2 separate regions of the Sus scrofa genome follow, and region 2 is linked to region 1. The links are chromatin contacts, called in public promoter capture Hi-C maps. All regions are on one chromosome and are shown on one strand. Each heading gives the region's core, a stretch centred on a gene start, on an enhancer-like site or on the middle of the called end of the contact. The rest is flanking DNA. Distances are from core to core; before and after follow the strand shown.

Region 1 (6,189 bases), core at 1,772-4,271:
TTGGCCCCAAACCTAGGGATTAACCTTGATTGCATTCCTTCCCTCACTCCCCACACCCACTCTCTCAATAAGCCCTGTCAAAAAGAGCTGCCTCCAAAATATGCCATGGGTCTGGGCTTTTTTCATGTTTTGTACTGCTTTCACCTTGTCCCTCTGCCTCTACTCATGTCCCTCAAGAATCTACTTCTCATATAGCACCTAAGTAATCTTTAAATACATAAATCAGGTTCATCAGTCCCTTTTCACAATCTTCCAATGGCCTCTTAGCTCAGTCAAAATAAAATCCAAATTCCCAACTCTAAGTATATGTTAATTTTATGTGTCAATTTGAAGGGTGTTTTTGGATGATATTAAAATGTAAATCAGTAACCTCTGAGTAAGCAGATTGCCCTGCATAATGTGGGTGGGCCTTAGCTAATCAGTTGAAAAATGTGAATAGAACAGAAAGGTCAGCCTCCCTGAGCAACAGGGAATTCTCTAGCAGAGTGCTTTCGACTTCAACTGTCCCATCACTTTTTCTGGGTCTTGAGTCTGCTGGCCTACACTGCAGGTTTTAGACTTCCCAGCCTCCATAATTATGTGAGCCAATTTCTTATAATAAATCTAAATCTCACTATGTAGCCTATTGAATCTGTTTCTCTGGAGAACTTTTAATATAGCATAAAAGGCTTATAGAACTTCTCCACATCTTCTCCAATTCTTTCTTATCTGTTCCTTCTTTTTTTTGGATTGACTAAGGACTTTTTTTTTCTTTTTACAGACGTACCTGTGGCACATGGAAGTTCCAGGACTAGGGGTTGAATTGGAGCTGCAGCTGCAGGCCTACACCACAGCCATGGAACACCAGATCCAAGCCACATCTGCAACTTACACTGTGGCTTGCAGCAACACTGGACCCTTAACCCCCTGAGCAAGGCCAGGGATCAAACCTGCATCCTCATGGACACTACGTTGGGTTCTTGACCCTCTGAGCCACAGTGAGAACTCTGACTAAGGCCTGTTTTTTCTCCTCTAAAGGTTTTGAAGTTATGAATTCTATTGATATCCATGGAGTGGTTATCAGTATTCTTAACATGCATACTTAGTCTAAAGGTAATCAATATCTCTGTCCTTAAAACATTTAATACCCATCACCAGCTCCCATCTTAAGTGCTATTTGTATTCAATACTTTGGATCCAGTCTATTTGTTTACTATCCAAATTAGACATTTTACTTTCATAACCAATGTTTGTTTAGACTTTTCATTTTTTTCTCTCACCACTCCTTGTAACATCGCAGACTTTCCTCCTAGGGGTATTGTCCGTCCTAGAGTAGGATTTTCTGGTGGTAAATGATTTCACTTTTTGTTTGTCCAAAATCATTTTGATTTTTCCCTTGTTAAAGATAATTTTTCAATATACAAATATAAACAGATAATCCAAATAGGCCTGTATTGATAAGTTGAATCAAGAAATAATAACCTTCCAAAATAGAAAGCAGCAGGCTTAGATGGCTTCACTGGTGATTTCCACCAGACATTTAAAGAAGAGTATGCAAGACTGGGTCAACATTCAAATATCAATTAATATAATCCACTATATTAACAGGTTAAAGAAGAAAAATCCAACACCCACTCATGATAAAAATTCTCAGTGGAAATTCCTGTCGTCGCTCAGTGGAAATGAATCCAGCTAGTTTCCATCAAGATGCAGGTTTGATCCCTGGCCTTGCTCAGTGGGTTAAAGACCCAGTGTTGCAGTGAACTGTGGTATAGGTCGAAGACAAAGCTTGGAGCTGGCGTTGCTGTGGCGAACGCCAGCGGCTATAGCTCTGATTTGACCCCTGGCTTGGGAGCCTCCATGTGCCGCCCTAAACAAACAAAAAAACAAACAAACAAAAAAAACCTCCACAATATATCAGCACCCAAATGAAATGAACATTAAGGTATAAATCTAATATGTAAAATATATGAGGAAAACTGTAAAACTCTAATTAATGAAATCTAAGAACTAAATAAATGGAGAGACATTCAATGTTGTGAGTAGGAAGACTCGATATTGTCAAGATGATAGTTCTTTCCAATTTGATCTATATATTCAAAGCAATCCCAATCCCAATCCCAGTAAATTGTTTTGTGGATATCTACACAGTAGTAAAAATTTTAAAGAACCGGGGGTAATTTCAAAATTTTGGAGACTAGAGAGAGGACATGCTGGGCATCTGGAAGGGTGTGTTGAGGGGCATAACTTATAAACAATTAGATATTAATGAACCATAAATTGTGAGAAAATGCTGAAATAGTTGGAGAAAAAAGTAGAAGGGGACTAGATTTGGGTGGGGCTCATGGACCATATCCAGAAGCTTGGCCTCCATTAGGAGGGAACAAGGGAGCCAAAATGGGTTCTAAGCAGGGGAGTGATTCCAGTCTCTGGGTGTGACATGCCATGTATTGGAGGAAACAACCCTGCAACTAAGGCTTGTTAGAAAAGCTTAACAGTGTATTGAAGAAAGACGCTGAAAGTATGAAGAATAATCATAGTAGACATGAATTAAAACATTAAGCCCATGGCATACTTAATCTTGTCTGCCCCACCGCCACCCAGTGTTGGCACTGGTGTCAAGCTCTCCATTTTACAAGTAAGGCGAATATGGTAGAGAAGATAAGTCACTTGATCAAGACCCCTCAGTACCCAGATCTGTCTACAGCCTCTCTTCACTCCCTTGAACTAAGGCATTGGACTATGACGACGGTGAATGTACAGGCGCTTTCATTCATTCGTCACTTATTGGAGACCGAAAGCCAGCTTCAGCGTCCAGGAAAGGGAAGAGACAAAACTCATTAAGGTGTCAGTGAGCAGCTAACCGGATGTAAAACTTCCGTAGCTGCAGAGTGACAACAGCATTACCGCCCACCGTCCTCTACCCACTGTGAACACCAGACGCCCTCCCTGCGCCGCCTCCGGGGACCTCAGGCCCCGCCCCGCCCAGGGGCGCCCCTGCGGGCCACGTGGTGCGGCGTCCGCGCAGGCGGCTCCCGGCGCCGGCGCTTCCGGGTTGGCGGCGGCTGCGGCGCAGAGGTAGGAGCCGGGCGGCGCGGGGACGCCGGCGGCTGGCCAGGCGGAGCTGGGGGCCTGGGCCGGCCTGGCGCGAGTGCGCCTGCCAGGCCGCTGGGTGGGCCAGTCGCGATCCAGACCCCGCCGGACGTCCAGAGAGGTAGGTCCGCTACTGGCCCACCGTTGGTGGGCGCGGCATCCGCGTCCGTGTCGACCCTGCCCAGCTGGCCGCTCCTCGGTCCGGCCCGAGGGGCCCGGGTAGGAGATGCGGGAGTACCCGCGTCCCAGCGTCCCCTCGTCCCGCCCCCAGGTCGGCGGACCCAGGGCCCCGGGGAATTGCCCGCGCGCAGTCTGATAGCCCAACGTGGGCAATCCACGCCTCCCTTCCAAAGCGAAGCCGGATGTGCCTTACGTTATTACTACTCAATTGCTGCTACCCCCAAATTGACTTTGTACACATACATTTTCTTCGCCCTTTCCATTTTTGTTTCACAGACTAGCTAATAATATGTAAAGTCGAGACACTAGTTTTCATTCTGATATTTGTGCAACTATGGAAAGTTAGTGCAGGGTAGGACTTCAGAGACGATTGATCCGATTCCTTCATTTTACAGAAAAGAAAACAGACCCTGAGAGGTCCCGGGAACGTCGGAAGTTCACCCAGCTGGATAAGGGTTCAATAGGAACCCAAAGCTAAGTTTTTAAATAGACTTTTAAAAGTGATAAGTGGTAAAATTCAATTAACAAAGTGAAGTGACTCTAGGTTCCTTTGGGCTGGGATTAACCTGGTTAGACAATGTGTCCTGCCTTTTAAGCATTATTTTCTGAAGTTCTCTTGGGGTGTCTGCAGCAGCTTGGGTTGTTGCTGTGGCGTGGGTTCAATACCTGTCTTGGAAACTTCCACTGGCAAGGTGGAACAAAAAAACCTTTGTTTTCTTATTTCAGGCCAAATCCTTCTTGAGAGCCTAAAGAAAATGGCAGAAATATCATCAGAGCCTTCAGGGCAGCTTATTGTACACTCAGACACTCACAGTGACACTGTCCTGGCCAGTTTTGAGGACCAGAGGAAGAAAGGCTTTCTCTGTGACATTACTTTAATTGTGGAGAATGTGCATTTCCGGGCCCACAAAGCCTTACTGGCTGCCAGTAGTGAGTACTTCTCAATGATGTTTGCTGAAGAAGGAGAGATCGGCCAGTCCATTTATATGCTAGAAGGCATGGTTGCCGACACTTTTGGTATCCTGCTGGAATTTATCTACACAGGTTGTCTCCAGGCCAGTGAGAAAAGTACAGAACAAATCCTGGCTACTGCCCAGTTCTTAAAAGTCTATGACCTGGTAAAGGCTTACGCAGACTTTCAAAATAACCATAGCTCCCCAAAGCCAGCAACATTGAACACAGCTGGTGCTCCAGTGGTTGTCATTTCTAATAAGAAAAATGAGCCTCCAAAGCGGAAAAGGGGAAGACCAAGAAAAGTCAACAGTTTACAGGAGGGGAAGTCAGAACTGGCTGCAGAAGAAGAACTACAGCTGAGAGTGAACAATTCAGTTCAGAATAGAGCACACTTCATGGTTAAAGAGCTCGACAGTGGCGTACTGAGCGAACAGATTCCAGCAAAAGAATTGGAAGAATCTGAGCCGGCTTGTGAGCCAGGTAGAGGGGAGGAAATGCCAGCTGAAAAAGATGAGAACTGTGATCCCAAGAGCCAGGATGGGCAGGACAGCCAGAGTCGGTGTAGCAAGCGGAGGATTCGGAGGTCTGTCAAACTGAAGGATTACAAACTCGTTGGGGATGAAGATGACCAGGGTTCAGCCAGGAGGGTCTGTGGAAGGAGGAAGCGCCCTGGGGGCCCTGAGGCCCGTTGTAAAGATTGCGGCAAAGTGTTTAAGTACAACCACTTTTTAGCAATCCACCAGAGAAGCCACACGGGTAATTATGCTTTTGCAGCTCATTGGAATGTGTTTTGGAGAAGTAACAATAATAATAGCTTTCATTTATTGTGCAGTGTCTGTGATGGGCATTGTAATAAGGTATACATGTTATTGTATTGAATTCTCCCAGCAGTCCTGTGAAATAGGTGCTATTATCCCAACTGTGCAGATGAAGAGACTAAGTACTAGAAAGCTTAAAATACCTTGCCCAGGGCATCCACATAGTGACAGAACTGGGATTTGAACTCAGGGAGCCTGATTCCAGAATCTCTCTTCTTACTTGAAATTGTTGGTTCAAGGCTTAAATGTCCAGGAATCAAGTGCCAGCCACATTTAATCTGCCTAATGATTCTTTTTTTTTTCCTTTTCTTTTTAGGACCGCACCTGCATCATATGGACGTTCCCAGGCTAGGGGTCGATTCAGAGCTGCTGCTGCCGGTCTACACCACAACCACAGGAATGCCAGATCTGAGCCACATCTTCAACCTACACCACAGCACATGGCAACACTGAATCCTTAACCCACTGAGTGAGGCCAGGGATCGAACCTGCGTCCTCATGGATGCTCATCGGGTTCGTTACCACTGAGCCACAACAGAACTCCTGCCTTATGACTCTTCTTTTTTTCTTTTCTTTTTAGGGCCACACCTGTGGCATATGGCAGTTCCCAGGCAAGGGCTCAAATCAGAGCTGTAGGGCTCAGTGGAAACCGTCCCAACTAGTATCCATGAAGACATGCAATCAATCCCTGTCTTCACCCAGTGGGTTAAGGATCTGGCTTTGCCTTAGGATTCTTGAATTCCTCATCTTGACTGTAGCTGTATTTTTTCCCAGGTCTGTCTGGACAGCTCTCTCACTCAACCATCTAGCTGTAAACATCTCTTCCTTTATCATCCCTCTACCCAGTACTGGCCAGTAGACACTTTTGTGAGGATGGAAATGTACCATAGCTGCTCTGTCCATTATCGTGGCCACTAGCCACGTGGGTATTTTGCACACTTGACATGGCGAATGTAACTGAGGAACTGAGTATTTTACTTTATTTTAATTGATTTAAATGGTCACCCTATTGGACAGTGCAGCCTAAGGTGGCCAGAAATCGCTTCCTCCTTTGAGCCCTCTCTTAGGCACCTGACTCACTCTGCTTTGGGTCAGGCTGTGGTCATACACCTGTTATGTACCCCACAGCCTAACTAAGTTCAGGCCTAGGGACCGGTATGTAAGT
Region 2 (6,189 bases), core at 1,591-4,090, 630 kb before region 1:
GAGGGAGGAGTTGATTTGAGAGAAATCAATGAAGCAGAAAAGTTAGAACCAGTTGAATGACTAGCTTCAGGGAAGCTAGAAGAAGGAAGAGAAGAGGAAGACCCCTTTGTTCTTGGCTTTACTAATGGATGAGTTGTGGGATCATTAATCAAAATGGAAAAAACACATGAAGTAGATCCTAAGGGAAGGAGAATGTTAATTTTTTAGCACATTGAATCGGAGGTGCCTGGGAGCTACCCTGAAAGAGAAGGTCAATAGTTCTAAAGCTAGCAAGGAGTCTAGAATTGGATGAGGATAGTGTGCCTGGCACATGCTTTCTGATAAGTCTTTAATAACATGAACTAGGTACTAGTGTTATCCCTACCTTACAGGTGAGAAAAAACTTAGACACAGAGCACTTAAGTAATTTATCCAAGGTCCCTATCTGGGTAACTGCTGAAGCAGGATTTGAATATTGGCAGTCTTGATTCCAGAGCCTGTGCAAACCACTTCACAGTGTTGACATATGAGTCACCAGAAGCATCGCAGGTTGAAGGCCTGGAGAATATGAGGGGTACAAAGGGGCAGAAGGACAGTCGCTCAGGAAACAGATACTGAAAGGGAGGGCAGAAGATCAGGGGATTAGAAGACTGAGGATGTCCCCATAGAAGCGAAAGGGAGAGAAAATTTCAAAGAAGAGCTAGTAATAGTGTCACATGATATGGACATTCAAGTCAGACAACAGAACTTGACAATTGGAAGGCCAGTGACATTACTCAGGGACAGTAAGTTTCCCAAGAGGTTAGGGCTAGGCTGCACAGAGTTTAGGAGAAAATGTGTAAAGTGAGCGAGCTCCAAAAAAACCAAGCTGTCAAAGAATGAAGACTCAGGAGGTTGCTGGAGTGGTGTAAATTTAGGGATTTTGTTTTGCTATAAAGTAGGAGGATTTTAAGGTTTTTTTCAATACTCAATGTCCTTTAATAAGGAGTAAAATCCATATTTAGCTCACTAGAAACCTGTAAAAGACGTAAGTTATAACACTAGAGTTGGGAACACCTTAAATACAAAGGAATTTTTTCACACTGCTTCTCTTCACCACATCCTGCGTTCCTGATACCCCCATTAGGGTCTTCTGGGCCTATACTGCCAAGTGGTGGATGCTCTCCTCCAGCTCTACATACACCGACCTTTCCTCAGTTCTCCGAATACATTAAGCTCGTTGCCATTTCAAGGCTTGCTGTTTGTTTCCTCTGACAGGAAACTCTTTCCTTATTTTGCACTTGGCTGCCTCATTCTTGTTCTTCAAAGTCACTTTTCCAAGAGGACTTCCCTGACCAATCTATGGAAGTCATACTCCTACCTTATTCTCCATCACAAATTCTATTCATGGCACTCTATTTTTTTCCCTTCACAGTACTCAATCCAATCTGTAACCACTTAATCTACTCAGATTTTATTGGCTGTCTCTTGCACTAAAATGTATATACATCATGATGGCAAAGATGCTGTCCTCTGTGTCTTCAGCCCTTAGAACAGTTCCCGGCAAATAACATGTGTTAAACAAATATTTGCTAAGGGAAATATAACCCAATTTCTCCCTCTATCACCTTACTCAATTGGGATCATGCACACTGTTTCTTAAACCCAATGCCTTTTCTCACAGTCTTGACTTATATAGGCACTTTTATTAGATACCAGGCTCTCTGCTACAAGGTTTATTTGTATTATTTCACTTACTCGTCATAATAATCCTCTCATATAGATAGATGCTTTTAAAATTGTATCTCCATTGTGGTGAAGAAACAGAGGAGATTGTATAACTTGCCCAAGTTCACACAAGAGATGGAGCCTGGATCAGAACCTAGTTCCGACTTCAAAAACAAAACAAAGCCAGGTCACCGGTCACTATAACCAAGGACACATTCCCTAGTTTGGGAAGTCCTGATTTAGCTCTGTTTATGTTCTGAGGTTACGCCTACCCTATCCAGGCCACATCCTAATCCATAAATTTCAAATTTCACTTCTTCTCCCCACTTGCTTTCTGACGGCGGGAGGCAAGAGCAGGGAGTGGGGGACTGTCTTCAACTTCTAACTCCAGGCTTCTCCTGAGGAAGAGGCGAGTAGGGATAAGAGACTCAAGGGGTAGCAACTTACCCGTAAGGGCTGGGTGAGAACTGAGGAAGGTAATCTCAGGAATAACAAGCGACTTTCAGATTTTGGAACAAAACCGACAGTTCCCGCCCCGCATCAGTAGCCAAAACGCTTACCTTAACTGCCACCTCCGGAGCGGAGTCCACGGCTACCGCCAGAGAGGGCTTGGCCGAAGGCGATTTAGTCAAGTGCATGAGGGAGTCCGCGGCTGGCAGTGAACACCTTCCGCCCTCACTGTCCGAGTCCGATTCGGACCCTGAACCCGAACCATAGGAAGCGGCCAGAGCTGCAATCGCAGCCGACATGACGGCAACAGATACTCGGTGGAGTCCAGGCCCTGACGGAAGAAGGAGCAGCTTCAGGTCCTGATTGCCACGACACACATTATTTATTTCCTTTCCTAAAAAATCCTTTATGATACTTTAAAACAATCAATAAATAGGTTAATTAGTATTTGAACAAGCACAACAAAACTTGGAACTTGGGAGCATTTACTTAGGGAACTAGAGAGGGTTATAATGGCTTATAACTTTCAGGACCTATGTGGCGAAAAACTACGAGTTCCGACATACCTACTGGCCTCCAAGAGCTACACTCCCGGCGTGCAGCGCGGCAGGAAATGGGAGAGGCAGGGTGGGAACTGTAGTTTGGAGTGAGGGGGCGGGGCAGGGCGGGCAGGCCTTTCTTTGACCCCGCCCCTGAATGGTTGGTTCATTCCATTGGCTATCATCTTCCCTCATTCCCCGACCAAGCACTGTTCTCTCCGTCCCCCTCCCCCAAACTGAGGATTGGGTAATACCATAAAGCCTCAGGAAAGGGGGGGGGGGGAGAGACCGATATTCATTCCCTCCACTGATGGGTGAGTAGGTGGGGGTTGAGTTTCCCACCACAGCTGCACCTGGGACTGGGCGGGAGCTGAAGAGGAAAGTGAGAATCTTAAGTGGGAAGACCTTGACTGCCCGGGAATAGCTCCGGGTGGGAAAGATGGGGGATTAGGTGGCGAGAGTCCAGCGGATCCCCCCTGCTTCAGGTGCGGGTCCCCGCGTCCGGTTGTGGAGCGTCGCGCGCGGGGAGGGGGTGGGTGGGGGGCGGCGGCGGTTCGCGGTGTTGTTCGCTCTCGCGTCGAGCACACCGTGGGTCCGGCGGCCGGCGGGCGTCGCAGGCAGCGTTTTCCGTGGCCCGGTGCTTCGGCCGCTGCCCATAGCTGGTTCCATCCCGGAGCCTGACGCTCCTATAGGCTCTAGGTGGAGTCCTGGGAGCTCAGGCGGACCGGCGGCGCCGCCGAAGCATGAAGAAGGGGTAAGGCAAGAGCCCCTCAGGATTTCTTGGTGAGCGCGAGTCTCTCAGGAATTGTTTTTTTGAGGGGACAGGGTGCTGGGAGAGGAACTCTTCCTCACTGGTCAGGGCGGAGAGAGGTGTGCGTGGAGCGCTAGCCTGGCAAAGGTTACGGGGATGGGCGCGCCTCCCCCCGCGACGGCCTCCACCCCCGTTCGCGGGGTTCCCGAGCTACGGCCGCCCACCCGCCAGCCCGGCTGGGTACCGAGGGACACCGCGGCTGGCGGGCGCGCCCGGGTCTCGGTTGCGGGGACCTCCATGAGGCAGCTCTAGTCGGAGAGACTGCGGGTCTTACCTGAGGTGCCCCCGCGGCCCGCCCGGTTGCCTTCTCGCTCTGGGGGAGGCTGCGGCGCCGGGTGTCCGAGAAGCCGCGGTTGCTTTACGTGCCCCAGGCTCGGTAAAGCCAGCTGGTGCGTTTGCGTGTTTGCGCCGCGCGTCCGTGTCTAAAAGACACTACATAACGGTAATGCAAGCGAGGGGATCCGTTTCTCCACTGGAAGACGAGGCGAAGCGGGGCTATTGCTTCTGATGCCTGCTGTTGGGGAGGGGGTGGTGGTGCGTTGAGCGGAGTTAGGGAGCTGCTCACCCAGCGCCGTTGTCGGCAGGACTCGCCCATTGTGCCACTCGGATAATTATTCAACTCTGCAGCATCCATTGCACCTTTCCCATTTTTCTCTTCCCCTTGCTGTAGCATGCCCCCTAGCTTCGGTACTCTGACGCCTTCTCTCACTCACACTTGCGGATGATGAACTGGAATAATGGTGAAAAGAAAGCACATCTGACCTGAACATTCACTACCTGTCTGGTAGCAGATTAATTAACTAATCCCCAGCTAGACTAGATACTTTAATACGACTCAGTCTAATCCTGTCCTTCCTATGTAAAGTGTGCCTAGGATTCTATTTTCATTTTTTCCTTGGTGTTAGATTCACATAGTAGTAGTTAAGTCTTATATCTGTTGGGTAATTGATGTAATTGATTGACTGGTTTTTCATCCCGTCTAATGTTCTTAAATTTAATTTGTATTGGAGGTAACATTTTTCTAATTGTTGCTAGCACTGTATCGTAATTACAGATGCAGTCTCAATCTTTGAACTCTCATGAACAGTTTTTCCCTTATACTTTAAGTTTCTGTTAGGAAAAGTGTATTTTTTTAGTGTCTGATATTTGGTATAATATTTCTCGCTTTGAATAAGGAAAGTTGTGTATTTCTTTATTTTTCAGTAACGGAATATTTCATTGCTGATCCTAGTCTTCAGTTGAATGAAGTATTTAGTATTTAAGATAGGATTTTAACTGCCATAACGACATATCCTAAGTTTATCTAAATTTTGTTTTTCATTTAGTTCTTTTCTTTGCAGTATCATGTATTTAATTACTTGTTATAGAATTTCTTCTCATTTTTCTAATTCTAACCATAAGGATAGGTAGGCTACAATTTTGCGTGATTTACCTGAAAGACGAAATATTTTTTGAAAATGGAAGAAACAACGGTTGGTTATTTCTTATGTTAAAAACTGTTTACATCTCATTATTTAAAAATAAATGGTTCACTATCAAAAATTTTTAAGTGTTTTTCTTTTTGTAATCCTCCATTTCCAGCTTTTCTTGTTTAAGATTGTTGCCATAACCCTCTTTGTAAAAGGGAATTGCAAATAGGCATTGCAGAGGCAGTTGTGTTAAAGTATAGTAATTGTTTTATGGCACTTGGAAGTGGCACACGTATAACTTGATTGTGTAGAATCATTTGCTTGTTAGGAAATGACCTTGCAGTTTACAAAATGGATACCTTTGTGCCTTGGTTTCCTTATATGTAAATGGAAATAAACCCATTTATGCACTAAATAGTATGCATAAATTTAGTAAAGATGTTTTCATGATGTTTTTAAAGAAAACTTAAATACTTTAGCTGATGAATGATGAAAGTATTTCAGTGTAAAGTACAGTGAAAAATGTCATTAGTGTTTTGTGGCATGTTAGAATGGCTAATTTACATTGAATTTTGCTTTGGAGACATGTGGCTGTAAACTGAAAATGTTTCTCATCCATTGAGTTTTTAATAATTGCAAATTTAGTAGGTATAATAGTTAATGTGTGTAACTTATGAAAATGTAAGTATAGTTAATATTGATGAAAAAGTTATGTGACTTGGTAATAAACAAGTAGAATATTGAATTATGTTTGTGAAAAATAAAATCTCCAGAAGACATTAAGGCCTTTTTCATTGAAAAATTTTCAGATGACACAATTAAAAATACATTTTGAATTTATAATACATTGATTTTTGTAGTGTAGTGCAATACATTGAATTTGTAATACATTGAAAATACATTAGGAGTTTCCGTTGTGGTGCAGCAGAAGTGAATCCAACTAGTAACCACTAGGTTGCGGGTTTGATCCCTGGCCTTGCTCAGTGGATTAAGGAGTCGGTGTTGCTGTCACCTGCAGTGTAGTTCACAGATGCGGCTCGGTCGTGTGTTTCTGTGGCTGTGGCATAGGCTGGCAGCTGGAGCTCCGATTCTACTCCCTAGCCTGGGAACCTCCATATGCCACGGGTGCGGGCCCTAAAAAAAAATAAGTAAATAAATAAAAAAGTTAATCATTTGTAAGGTATCATATGGAACTACTTTATTATTCATGTTTGTAAATAACCATATATTCAGAGACAGTGTATTAGTATTGTATAATACTGTATTTATACATTTTACTTTATCGGCAGAATAA

What was found. Promoter capture Hi-C pulls out the DNA fragments that hold promoters and counts their contacts.
Region 2: a promoter capture Hi-C map of liver shows a contact between it and region 1, with 3 times the contacts expected there. The contact joins the promoter of WASF1 here to the promoter of ZBTB24 in region 1. A contact is called at or near these places in 1 of 5 promoter capture datasets (liver) and 1 of 2 datasets of contacts at active chromatin or transcription factors (alveolar macrophages).

Annotation. Positions count from the first base shown.
Region 1 is chr1:75,545,627-75,551,815 of Sscrofa11.1, reverse strand. It overlaps ZBTB24 (zinc finger and BTB domain-containing protein 24), which reads left to right and starts at 3,021. Exons shown (of 6, transcript XR_002343809.1): 1 at 3,021-3,193; 2 at 3,979-4,962.
Region 2 is chr1:76,176,986-76,183,174 of Sscrofa11.1, reverse strand. It overlaps WASF1 (wiskott-Aldrich syndrome protein family member 1), which reads left to right and starts at 2,840. Exons shown (of 9, transcript XM_021091110.1): 1 at 2,840-2,989. It overlaps CDC40 (pre-mRNA-processing factor 17), which reads right to left and starts at 4,006. Exons shown (of 16, transcript XM_005652465.3): 1 at 3,761-4,006; 2 at 2,247-2,467. The coding sequence starts at 2,435.